Regions from separate parts of the Oryza sativa genome. Here region 1 is linked to region 2. Evidence: chromatin contacts called from public HiCAR-type data. All regions are on one chromosome and are shown on one strand. The core of a region is the stretch at or near the end of the contact, and the rest is flanking DNA. Distances in the headings are between cores, read along the strand shown.

Region 1 (5,935 bases), core at 847-3,346, 360 kb before region 2:
CAAATGCTAGCCTGAACAAAGAACAAAATTACACTGGTTCACTTACTGTGAGGCCTTCTTTGTACTTCGATTCAAACACTGACATTGCCGCAAGGGATCCAGAACCCATTGTGGCAAAAGGAAGAGTGTCCGTGGAGCCATGTGGATAAACCTATATGATTCAAAAGATTAACAAAACTACCCAAAATTTCTCTTAACAGATATTTTTAACAGACAACCATACTCAGTTACTCACAGTGTGCAGGTGTGGCCCAGTAACATCTACTCCACCAAGAACAAGGGCAGCACTGACATGACCTTGGTAGCTAAAACATAAGGAAGAAAGAAGGTAAAACGTTTGCAATGTATGATAGTCTAGCTGATGACGCATAAACATTTGCAATGTTTGAGAGAGAGGGAGGCAGAGAGCAATCACCTAAAAAGGTGCGACTTCAGTAATGTAAGAGAGGTTACAACTCTGGACTCACGACCAGTTGCATAACGGTGAAGTTGAAGCTGGGAACTGACCATATCTAGAGTTGAAACAAAACAAGTTGTATTTTTCAATTTTTTTTATAAGACAGAGAAGCAAACTAATGAAACAACTGGGTTGGAGTATACAGTCCACAACTATTTTTTTCTCTTCATGCTACCAGGATACCATAATTAATACCTGTTACAGCCTCAGTGTCAGCGGCAGTTCCTGCTCCACAGCAATATATGTTTGGCGCCATATAATGAATTTTCTCGCAGTTCTTATCAGCAACTATAGGACCCTCGGTGGCCCTCGTGTCTGCCCCAAGAACAACACCATCCTAAGTAGAAAGCATAGTTACACCAAAGTTAACTCAGCAAATTATTCATGATGAGCAGAAAAGGATGCCAATTAGATGGAACGAAGCATGGAAAACAAAATCATCCATCAAAGTATTAACAACTAGGAGACTAGGAGCAAAAATACAATAGGAGGTTAAAACAAGCACCATCTACTTCCCTGCTGAAAGCAACTGCAATAGCCAATGTTGCCACTAGAAATCTCCTCTGGTAATCCATTATTCTTTCAGGTTCAAAAAATTTTACATAAACAGAAGCATAAATTCGTGCGGTGCGCACATACTAAAAACTATAGTTGAGGGGAAAAAAAGCTGAGAAAACTAATGTTACAGCACAATTCAGTTATATCCATTATCCTTATGTCCATAAAGTTTTATGATTCCCTTGATTGCACACAAATTAACCAGCACACGCAAAAGAAAAAAGAAAAAAAAACTAAGAGTACCAGTTAGCAGAACAAAAGAGTACCTGAAAGACCAAACCGACGATGGTAGTCCCGGTCTTGAGGAACCCAGGCATCTTCAAGCCCTTCTCCACAAGCATGGCGTTCCTCGCGCAATTGTCGTAGCTGAACCCGCCCTTCGGGGGGAGATCCGTCGCTCCGGCCATCCCGCGCTGTCACCGACGAAACAAAAAAAAAATCAAATCAACATCTCGCGCACATGAATCACTTCCCCCTCGCAACCAATCCACCGCCGCCACAACCCCTCCCCACACACACACACACGACACACACTATACCTCCCAATCTCCCTAATCTCGCGAAACAGCGAGCAGAAACAAATCGAGAACCACAGGAAATCGCCGCCACAAAACCCTAAAATCCCAACGAAGAATCAGTGGGGAGATTTTCTCCGGGGGACAAACTACCTGTCACCACCATTACTACCAAGATCAACAACAAAAAAGGGCAAAGGTAAAAGTAGCTTCCAGATCTAGGGAGGAGAAGCTAGGGTTGAACTACCAGTCTAGGTTCGCAAATTCGTCGAGAGAGAAAAATAAAAAAAATAAAAGGTGTGAGGAAGATGTAACGAGCGGGAGGATGCTCTCACCGGCGAGGATGCGGCGGCGGGAGGAAAAGCGGCAGGGTGGAGCGGCGGCGGCGCCGGCGATGGTGGGGGATCGGAGATTGGGGCTCAGGCGAACTCGGCGACGGATCAACTTGGGTAAGGGGGCAACAAGGAAGGGGAAGGCGAGAGTCGGAGGCCTAGTGTACTACGGGCCTTTGTATAAGGGCCCAAGTCTCAAAACACACTGAAATCGGGCTCGGGTTTAGAACGAACGCAACGAAGTAGGAGTTGGATTGGGGGAGAAGAAAGGAAAAAAGGACAGGGACGGCTGCTGCAATATTCGTGCTGGGCATTTTTTTAATTATTTATAATTACTCTCTCAGTCACATCTCATAAGGTGTTTAGATTCAGGGTGTAAAGTTTCGGCGTATCACATCGGGTATTATATAGGGTGTCGCATAGGGTGTTCGGGCACTAATAAAAATACTAATTACAGTATCCGTCGGTAAACCGCAAGACGAATTTATTAAGCCTAATTAATCTGTCATTAACATATTTTTTTTAACTGTAGCACCACATTATCAAATCATGGAACAATTAGGCTTAAAAGATTCGTCTCGCAAAGTAGTTGCAATATGTGCAATTAGTTATTTTTTAGCCTATATTTGATAGTTAATGCAGGTGTTTAAATGTTCGATGTGACAAGGTGTAAAATTTTTGGGTGGAATCTAAACTGGCCCTAAGTAATTTTGACTTTTTTTCTAGTCAAATCATTTCAAGTTTGATCAGATTTATAGAAAAATCTAGCAACATGCACCACATCAACATAGTGTTATTAAATCTAACATCAAATATATTTTAATAATATGTTTATTTTGTGTTAAAAATATTACTATATTTTGCTATAAACTTAGTCAAACTTAAAATATTTGACAAAAAGAAGCCAAAGTAACTTGTAGTAGGGAGTTTTTTTTTTATTTTGATGGGTTTTTTTCTTTTTCCTACGCCTACACTACACACGATCAAGTAGCGTACATTTTGATGGGTACGTAATAAGCTTTAAAGGGACTATCTATTTATTTATTTTTCTTACAGATTTAAAGCTTTAAATTTTGCAGAATTTTAACCAATGGATACAACCCATTTCTTCTAAATTAAATAACCTATCGATCGGCGGCTGTCCCTCCACCGTGTGCCTCGACATCGTGCTATTGCTGGTGTACGACAGCCCAAGTTTTTTTTCGGCCGCTTCGTTTCCTATTTTGGCCCACGTATTTTCGGCCCATTAAGAAAAACTGTTTTATTTTTGTAAATTTTACAGCAAACCGAAAACGATTTTGCTATATATTTGTCGACAAATTTTCTCCCAAAAATTTGACAGATGTAATTACAGTACAATCGTAATGTAATTACACTGTAACTTTCATGTAATTACACTGTAACTATATGTAACTATAGTGTAACTTGTATGTAACTCTCAAAAATATCTCTGTAATATGTTATTTGGGTAAAATGGAGGTTGTGGGAACAAATCCTTACACATATGTGTGTGCTGTGATTTTTTTTTCTTCCTCACCAAAACAAATCTTGTAATAGATTTAACGATTCAAAATTACGTGAAACTTATATACAAGTTACACTGTAGTTACATGTAAGTTACACTGTAATTACATTTAAGTTACATTGTAATTACACTACGATTGTATTATAATTACATTTATCAAATTTTTAGGAGAAAATTTGTCGACAAATGTATAGGTGGTCCCAATAGCCTAATACTAGTACTAACAAGGACCGTAAAAGGCTATTTATTCTTCTCTAGATAAGCAATCATCGTTAAAAATAAAACCAGAATATTATAATTGCTCTAGGACTATTTAGACAACAAAATATAGTGAGTAGGAGTATAATTTTGAAGATATCTTCTCGAACAACCGAACAATACCACAGATAACTTCAGAGGGAGATAACATGAGAGTTTCAGGCTTTCAGCTGATAGCAGTTAAAACATTTTTCTGAAAAATATTCATTTTGTTCTTTTCACCATCTTCTAAAAGCTCAGAAGAAATCCTAGGCTGTGTTGGGAATTAATTCCTACACACGAAAAACAATATAGTAGGTTAGTACATGATTAATTAAGTATTAGCTAAAAAAACTAAAAATAGATTAATATGATTTTTAAGCAATTTTTTAATATAAAATTTTTGTAAAAGATATTACCGTTTAGCGGAAAAAACCAAGATTTGAAACCATTTCCGTTCTAAACCAAGTGTAACTGAATACTGAATCTACTCTGAAGTCTGAACCGAGCCAAACTCAGATGAACACACATAGGCCTGACCGCTCGGACGAATAACTACAAACACTCCCAAAATCAACGTGCGTTTCTTGCTCTCCGAAACCTGAATCGACGATTGCGAAAGATGTGCAGATGCTTCACGAGAATCGCAAGATAAAACATCAACCGGCGACACTGACAAAGACACATCACTCAGCATGTCCAGGATTAGTAGCTTGCAAGAACAGATGAACTTGATCCTAATTAATAGTACTAACAATTTCCATTCTCGATTACATCTTGTCCTAGTCGTAGTCGACAACATCATGATCCCCAAAAAAAGACGCTTCTTGCGCATTTTTGTACACAAAAATCTTCCAAGAACGCGAAGAGAAAAGGATTAAAAACAAAACAGAGAGCTATCATAATCACTATGCAGATATGCTTCCTGCTCTGCTCCCGGCGATGAAAAAAACAAGATCAAGATCACTCGGCAGCTGCCCTCTTCCTGCTCCCTGCTCGTATCTGCAAAAACAAGATCAAGAACAAAAATCACGGGTCAGAATCGATCAAATTTCTCAAGAAAAAGGAGCAGAAAACCAGAAATTTCGCTGACCGTGGAGGCGTTCAGGTCGGAGCTCCTGAGCACGCGCAGCCTCCTCGCCGCGGCGATGAACATGCTGCAATCAATCAAGAATTCGTCGCCATTAGCTTTGGAGAAGACGAGAGATTCATTCATGGTGTGTGTGTGTGTCGGACTCACTTCCATGGCACGTCGCCGACGAGCATCTGGTCGCCCTCGTCGTCCTCGTAGACGAGCGTGTACTCGCCGCTGCCGCCGTCGAGGAGCCCGGCGATCGCCTCCTCCTCTCCTGTGCAGCTCTCGCCGGCAGCGGCGGCGGCGGCGGCGGTGGCCATGGTTGGGTCCCTTTGAGCTGCCAACGCGAGCAAGCAAGCGAGCAAACACCATCAAGAGAAAGCTCGAGATAGAAAACTCCGATGATATATAATGTCGAGGTGGTGGGGTTTACCGGCGAGGAGGCCGCGGAAGAGACGGTCGACGGCGGCGGAGAGCTCGCCGTAGCCGCCGTGCGCCGCCAGGTCGACCTTCCGGCCGATCGGGACGCCGTCCATGTTCACCTTGACGAACCGGGCCACCTTGCCTCCCGTGGCGGCGGCGGCGGCGTCTCGGCCTCCACGCGGCGGCTTCGACGACGACGACGACGAGGCGAGGTTCCGCCGGAACGACCGCACCGGCGGCCACCCGACCACCGGAGCCGCCGGCCTGCTGCGAATCGCAGAGAATTTAGGGGCAAATTTTAGCATCTTTTTGCTGCAGATTCGTCAGAAAAATGTTGTTGCGAGCAAACAGACTGCTCCCAAAAAAAAAACCAGAAAATTTTCATCACCTTGCCTTGAACCCATCGTTTCCCTTGGCTCCATCAGCAGCAGTGCTCGTGTTCCCCTGCAAACCTGAGAAATGAAAATCCACCAGAAATGTAAAGCATAGGACAAAACACACAGATATGATCAAACAAAGCAGGAAACTTTGAGGGCAAGATGAATCAAGAAGAGAGCAAGGGAGGTGGTGACCTGAGCTGGAGAAGTATCCAGGGAGGGCAAGGCTGAGCTCAAGGCTCCTCTCTTCCTCTCCATCCTCTCCAAACCTGCCATTCCAAGCCATCTCTCTCTCTCTGTCTCTGTGATTGATCAAACAAGAAGTGTGAAGTGTGGGTGGGTGGAGGAGGCAAGGGGGAAGGATATATAGGAGGTGAGGGAGGCAGTGAAGCAAGGAGAAGGCTGCAATGCAAGGAGAGGAGAGGAAGAGGACACA
Region 2 (6,083 bases), core at 3,015-5,514:
TCACAAATATTTTAAGTGCAATTGCCTTGAGCATTTTTTGGGTAGGAAAATCAGGATTGAGAATCAACTTGTGGTGCCACCATCTCTCAATGTTACTACTAACCTGTATGAGATTTTGGCTTCCAAAACGCTTCCCAGCCATTTTTGAGCCTTCCTGTACAAATTGAACAAAGAAGTTCAGAGAAGTGGATAAAAACTGAACATAGCATACACCATACCAAATATAAAGAACATAAAGTTTGTTTGCTTTATAGACATCTCAAACTTAGCAAAATATTTGCAAGTCAAAAATATGGGCATTGCCAAAATTTTGGTAAAGTTGAGTGTTTAGTTTGTTGGCAAAATTTTGGCAGAGCTGCTTTGGTTGTTTAGTTTGAGACCAACAAGAGACTAAACAATGTAACCAAATTTTTTAGCTTTGGCAATGAACCACACAATGGCTAAATGCATTGGTCTTGCCAAAATTTTAGTCAGGCTTATTTGGGCATCAATCCAAACATGCCCATACATGCTACTTAACTGCAATTTACAACACCATAGAAATACTCTGCAATACTAACATTCAATAAATATCCTTAGAAAATCAAATTTAAACAAAAGTGGCAACTGAATGCATGACTTGTCATCAAAGGGATGTCATATAAGCACAAGGCATACATATGAAAAGAACAGAATAGTTGATAAGTTACACATAATTAAGCCAGAACTGGGAATTGTATAATAAATGCTCAGGCTCATACCAGGCGTTCTGGCAGCTTTCCACCATTTTGCTCAATAAATTGGCAGAGGTACATCACACCAGCACATGAAAAGTTCTGTTGATAAAATATAATTAGTCATTATAACAAAAACCAAGGTTCAAGGAGCTTGCCATATAAACTGAATACATGTAAATTCAACCTTCAATAGGATGAAAAGAACACTAGGTTTGGTGTAACAGATGTCTTTCTTATCAAAGTATAGTTGGAACAAAAGAGATAAGGGCTGCCGTCTCAGTCCAATCACCAAACAAATTCAATAAAGTGCAGCATGCACTAAAAAAATCTGAAGAGCTAATTCCATTACTTCCCCAGCAAATTTCAAGCCAGCCAATCTCCACTTTTCACTAAGGTTGGGACATGAGGCTAACACACATCGAGTCAGGAGTATTTCCAACTCAGAATATCATTGCCCAGGCTAAAACCGGTACCCTTAGAATGCACTACCGCATTGTTCTATGCAAAAAGAAAATAGTGAAACTAAAAGGACAGAAATAACACACAAACATTTCTAAGTGAATGCCAAGTGGCCAACCTGTTTGGCTTCCATCGAATCCATTTTTTCATCCTGCAGAAGCAAAAGGGGATTGAAACAACCTGAACAAGGCAATTATAAAGAATGGCTGGGAAGAAATACACTAACCAGACCCCAAACCAATTGTTTGATGTTCTTAATTTCTGAACCAATATTCTCAAGCTTCAGTCGTGCATCAGTAACCTGGATAAAAAAGTAGATATTTGAAAAGTGAAAATGATACAACAAGAATGTACTTAGCTGTAAGTTCTCACAGTTCACTTCCCTAAAAAGAAATAAAAAGTGCATCTTAAAATATAATTGGGCTAATAATTGCATATAGGCATATGCTACTAGACATTTCTTAATTATTCAACCCATGCGCGTGAAAATGAAGACATGTTAATGCCAAACATGGATTGATATGAATGTTAAGGAGAAAGTACATCATCTCTTATTTGTCCAGAAAGCGCCTTTTGCTGATCCAATTTATCATCCAACCTTTCAATACGCTGAGTCAAATGCCTTTTAGCAGCCTGCATGACAATCAAGAAAATTGTTTCACAATTGAGGATCTCAGAAATTGTACAACAAACTACCAAACATCTCAACAGTGACATACAACCGAATTCTGTGATGTTCTATATGATGAAAATGTATACAGGGATTGTTTTTAAGATGAAAATGTGGACGTTAGATGCAGATGAATTAGGATGCATTAAACTCGTCCTGGCATAGATTATTAGTATACACTCCATACTCTCACAGACAAGTGAAAAAGCAATGCTTCGTGATGAACTAGGAAAGAAACTTGTAACAGTAAGACTTACAGCAAGAGAGGTTTGCACTTGCTCCAGATGCTTAGTCATACTGGAAACAGCATTTGCCATGTTACGCTTAGTCACATACATTAGGTCCGCAAAGGAGATGCCCTGGATAACAAATACAATCAAAACATATTAATGAATTGTTCTTCCAAAGAGTTTCTACTGCCGATGTAAGACATAAAAAACAATTCAACAGAACAAGACCAGCTGAAGAAATAGCAGTTAACTAGGTTTGGTTTCTGATAAAAAAAATAGCAGCCAAAATTAAAGCTGATCTTACAATTTGGCAGTTACTCTATTACAATCACAACACAAACATAAAGGCTATGATAGAAGTACAGCATACCTTCCACCACATGTAACCATAACCGAGTGCTCCAACAGTTGCTGCAGGTACTATCAAACCTGACACCCCTGCAAAAAAGAAGATCAAGAACACTAACATCATGAATGTCTGATCAAAGAGGTCACTGGTTAATTAAGCCAATTTCTGAAATAAGCTACAACAGAAATATGTAGGCTGAATTAGTGAGTAATGATTATTGTTCAGTCCACTCATTCCCTAACTACGTGAATTCTTTCAAATTTAAAACAAGAGAAAATGAAGCCAAGCGATAAGTAATACTCATGTCAGAACACTACAAGAAAGAAAAGAAAAAAAGAGGGCAAATAAAATGGGTGGAGCTTGTGATTTACTACCTCCGTTTCAGGTTATAAGACTTTCTAGCATTGCCCACATTCATATAGATGTTAATGAATCAAGGCACACATATATGTCTAGACTGAGGAAGTAACAGTTATGTAGGTTGTGCAGAAGCTAGACTGACCTGTTTGACCAGAACCTCCATTAAGAACAGTTATAGATCCACGGGAAGAAGCAAGTTGTTTAACCTCCATAGCCAAGTTGCGCACCTAAATGGACCAAGGTGTAAGTCTAGCTTGACAAAATTAAACAAAGTATCAAATATGTGTATGAAGATAGGCAAACTGTTTTACTCATAAATGACAATGAAAAAAATATTATGGGAATATTGAAGTAGTATGTTTACTGTTGCATATACCACAGCTGTTTAAAACACACGCAGAATGCTTCTTATGAGCACACACTTGTGTTGTGGCTTGTAGTAATAATTAATATTACAACAGCTACTATACACTTCCAAAAATACTCAACAGCTCTTCATTGTGAACGTAGAAATGCCAAGGCCACAACCTAATGTATCACATGACAATATTAACTTATACATAATGGAAGAACAACTAATGCATTGTTGAAGCTAGCAATTCCCAGAAATAAGAAAAAATACAAGCAGAACTGACTCAATGCAATGTGAATCATTGCCACTATAAAACAATAATTCAGCAATCACTGCAGCTATAGATACATATACTGATAGGCACAGATAACATCCATTTTTAAATACAATAATCGCATTAAAATGCATCCCATGCTTCTCCTATTGACATGGGGCTCTGGTGGGGAAGCCAGAGCACCTAACTAATGGCAAAGAAAAATGGCGCAATAATCAATCGAACAGCTGAATCGGACACATCCCTGAGCATATACTAGCTGAAACATCTAGGGACAGGGAGATCACCGACGCACCTGTCTAGTGAGCGCGTCCGTCATGTCGGCGCCCCCGCCCCCTTCTCCGTCTTTCCCCTTCTCCCCCTTGTCCAGTATCTCCTGCAACGAGTGAGAGAGGTCCGCAAGGCACGGATCATCATCAGAACCAAACCAAATCAAAATCCAATCCGGTGGCGCGCCGCCACCTCTCCCAGGACCAGGATCACCGATTCAGGTGAGGAGGAAGAGCGGGGGATTCTTCCCCCCAAGGCGGTGGAGACGCGACGCACCTGGAGCTCGCCGAGGATCTCGGAGAGGCGGCCGTTGCGGAGGACGACGGAGCCGGCCATCCCGGCGCCGATGAGGACAACGACGCGGGTGAGGCCCATGCCGGCCTGCACCATCGCCATGGTCGCCGCCGCGCACGAGGAGGAGGAGGAGGTGGCGGCGGCGGCGGAGGAAACCGAAACCCTAGCCGCCCTGGGCTACGTCGTGGAGGCGGAGGCGGAGGCGGAGGCGTGGAGGAGGGGTCGAGCCGACCACTCTAGCTGATTTGGGGAAGGAGGGAGAGAGAGGGGGCGGAAATGGTTGAGTTGGGCCCACATGTCAGTGGCAGGAGGGGTGGTCGGATGGAGTCGCTGTGCCGGTCGCCGCAATCTGCGGAGGTAAAACGAACACGAATCCATTCCAAGCGGAGTAATGGGTTGGGTTGGTCGGTCTAGTTTAACAAGGCCTTTCATGGGCCGGGAATGGAGGGAGATCTCGGCCCACAACGTTACCCACTCCGATGGCAATAGAGGGGGGCACTGTCCCCAAAAAAAAGAATCATCGGTACCAAAATATACACTGATATCCACTTGAATGTGTTTGCATTCATAATCTCTCTATGTTTACAGTATATGCTTATTACTTTCGATTCCAGGAAACTCCCGCAAACAACCGTGAGAGTATGCTCCTTGGCAGAAGTCCAAGTACACATTGTCTAAGGACAAGTCTCGTTAACTCTTCAAATTTTCTACTGATACGCTTGTTTTCATAAATGTATTTACCCATGATTTTAAACCTAGCAAGTATATGTGAATTAATCCCGAACAAGTTATGCACAGGCAACTCCACAAGCTCAACACAACAGAGGTGATTCTCCAGCTAGAACACGCATTTATAATTTAACTAAGCAGATAAGCATGCTTATTGCTGCTACATAGGTGAAGGTAAGTTATCCGGCCAGCATAAATGGCGGGAAGAACTCTACTATACTATAGCTGCTATCTATATATATAGCTAAGATAAAGCGATAAGACACTCATAGAACGGGACTCGAAAGATACCTACGATAGTTTTATTTACATCCAGATAACTCATAAGTTTTATTTACATGGAAATAGAGATGCCACTAGCCGTATCCTGTCTGTCGCCCTCCTAGACTAAGGGTAATCTGGAATGCAATTCAGGTCTCTTCTCTTCAGTCCGAAGCAGGGCCGGAGTCCACATCCATGGCAGCCGCCCCGCGGTAGGCGGCTGACTCCTCCGCGTAGCGCTTCTTGTCAACTTGAGACTGCTCGACGTATGGCTGCTTCTCCTCGGCTGCAAGTTACACGAAGCGGACATGGTTCAAACGGAGGTCTCGGAGGACTTGACCGACCAGCATGGACATTGTCGAGCATAGAGATCAAAGAATGTTACCTGTCATCTTTTGCCACCTCTCCCCAAGCTTCTTCGCAATCTCTGTGGTAGCCAGCTCCGGATTGCTGTTCTTCAGATTCTGCATTTGGGAAAAACGATCGTAAGCTCCCTTCTTTGCTTGTGTGTGTGAGAGAGAGAGAGAGAGAGAGATCCTCCCACAATGTTTCACATAGGATTAGTCAGGGAATTTCTGTACAGTAGTGCAGGGTGGAAAGGAACTTACAGCTCGCTCAGCTTTTGAGAAGTACATGAATGGTGCAATTGCTCTTTTAGGGGCATTAGGATCCTTCTTTTTCTTTGGCTTTCTTTTCTCCGAGCCTTCCGCCGCATCCCCACCCTTTGGCTTCCTCTTCTTCAAAGGCGCCTTTGAGCTACTAGCTTCCTTTTTGGAAGATTTCTTTGGAGGGGGGGAATAGTAATGTTGATTAGCATGATGTATTCATTATAGACACTGATCAGGGATATTGCGTGAGTAAAATGAGTTACCTCCTTTTCTCCTCCACTTAAACTAGCGTCAGAACCCTCCTCTCCAGAATCATCAGTAGGAGATCCACTGTCGTCCTTGTCCGCCACAAAATCTTCATCCTGAAGTTGAAGATTATCCGATACAAACAAATTAATTCCAAGCTATGACAGGATTGATAAGTCAGATCATGGAATCATGATAAGTAGGATCAACAATTAAACGCAGGAAATACCTCTTCATCACTCTCATCATCGCCAGTCTGATTTCT

What was found. HiCAR-type assays count read pairs that join an accessible place to other places.
Region 1: a HiCAR-type map of leaf shows a contact between it and region 2, with 3 times the contacts expected there. The contact joins the promoter of LOC4338009 here to the promoter of LOC4337995 in region 2. A contact is called at or near these places in 1 of 15 Hi-C or Micro-C datasets (seedling) and 1 of 4 datasets of contacts at active chromatin or transcription factors (leaf).

The regions. Positions count from the first base shown.
Region 1 is chr5:5,349,651-5,355,585 of ASM3414082v1, reverse strand. LOC4338009 (proteasome subunit beta type-7-A) reads right to left here and starts at 2,096. Exons shown (of 9, transcript NM_001424590.1): 1 at 1,866-2,096; 2 at 1,282-1,428; 3 at 653-794; 4 at 416-512; 5 at 236-305; 6 at 47-151. The coding sequence starts at 1,422. It overlaps LOC9272441 (auxin-responsive protein IAA16-like), which reads right to left. Exons shown (of 6, transcript NM_001424869.1): 1 at 5,695-5,935; 2 at 5,511-5,574; 3 at 5,133-5,389; 4 at 4,865-5,036; 5 at 4,718-4,781; 6 at 4,332-4,626. The coding sequence starts at 5,785. The coding sequence ends at 4,588.
Region 2 is chr5:4,988,778-4,994,860 of ASM3414082v1, reverse strand. LOC4337995 reads right to left here and starts at 4,264. Exons shown (of 12, transcript NM_001420231.1): 1 at 3,957-4,264; 2 at 3,706-3,786; 3 at 2,927-3,011; 4 at 2,446-2,513; 5 at 2,103-2,204; 6 at 1,719-1,808; 7 at 1,402-1,476; 8 at 1,294-1,326; 9 at 741-815; 10 at 104-154. The coding sequence starts at 4,076. LOC4337994 (FACT complex subunit SSRP1-B-like) reads right to left here. Exons shown (of 16, transcript NM_001420230.1): 12 at 6,048-6,083; 13 at 5,836-5,934; 14 at 5,573-5,746; 15 at 5,350-5,428; 16 at 4,797-5,250. The coding sequence ends at 5,129.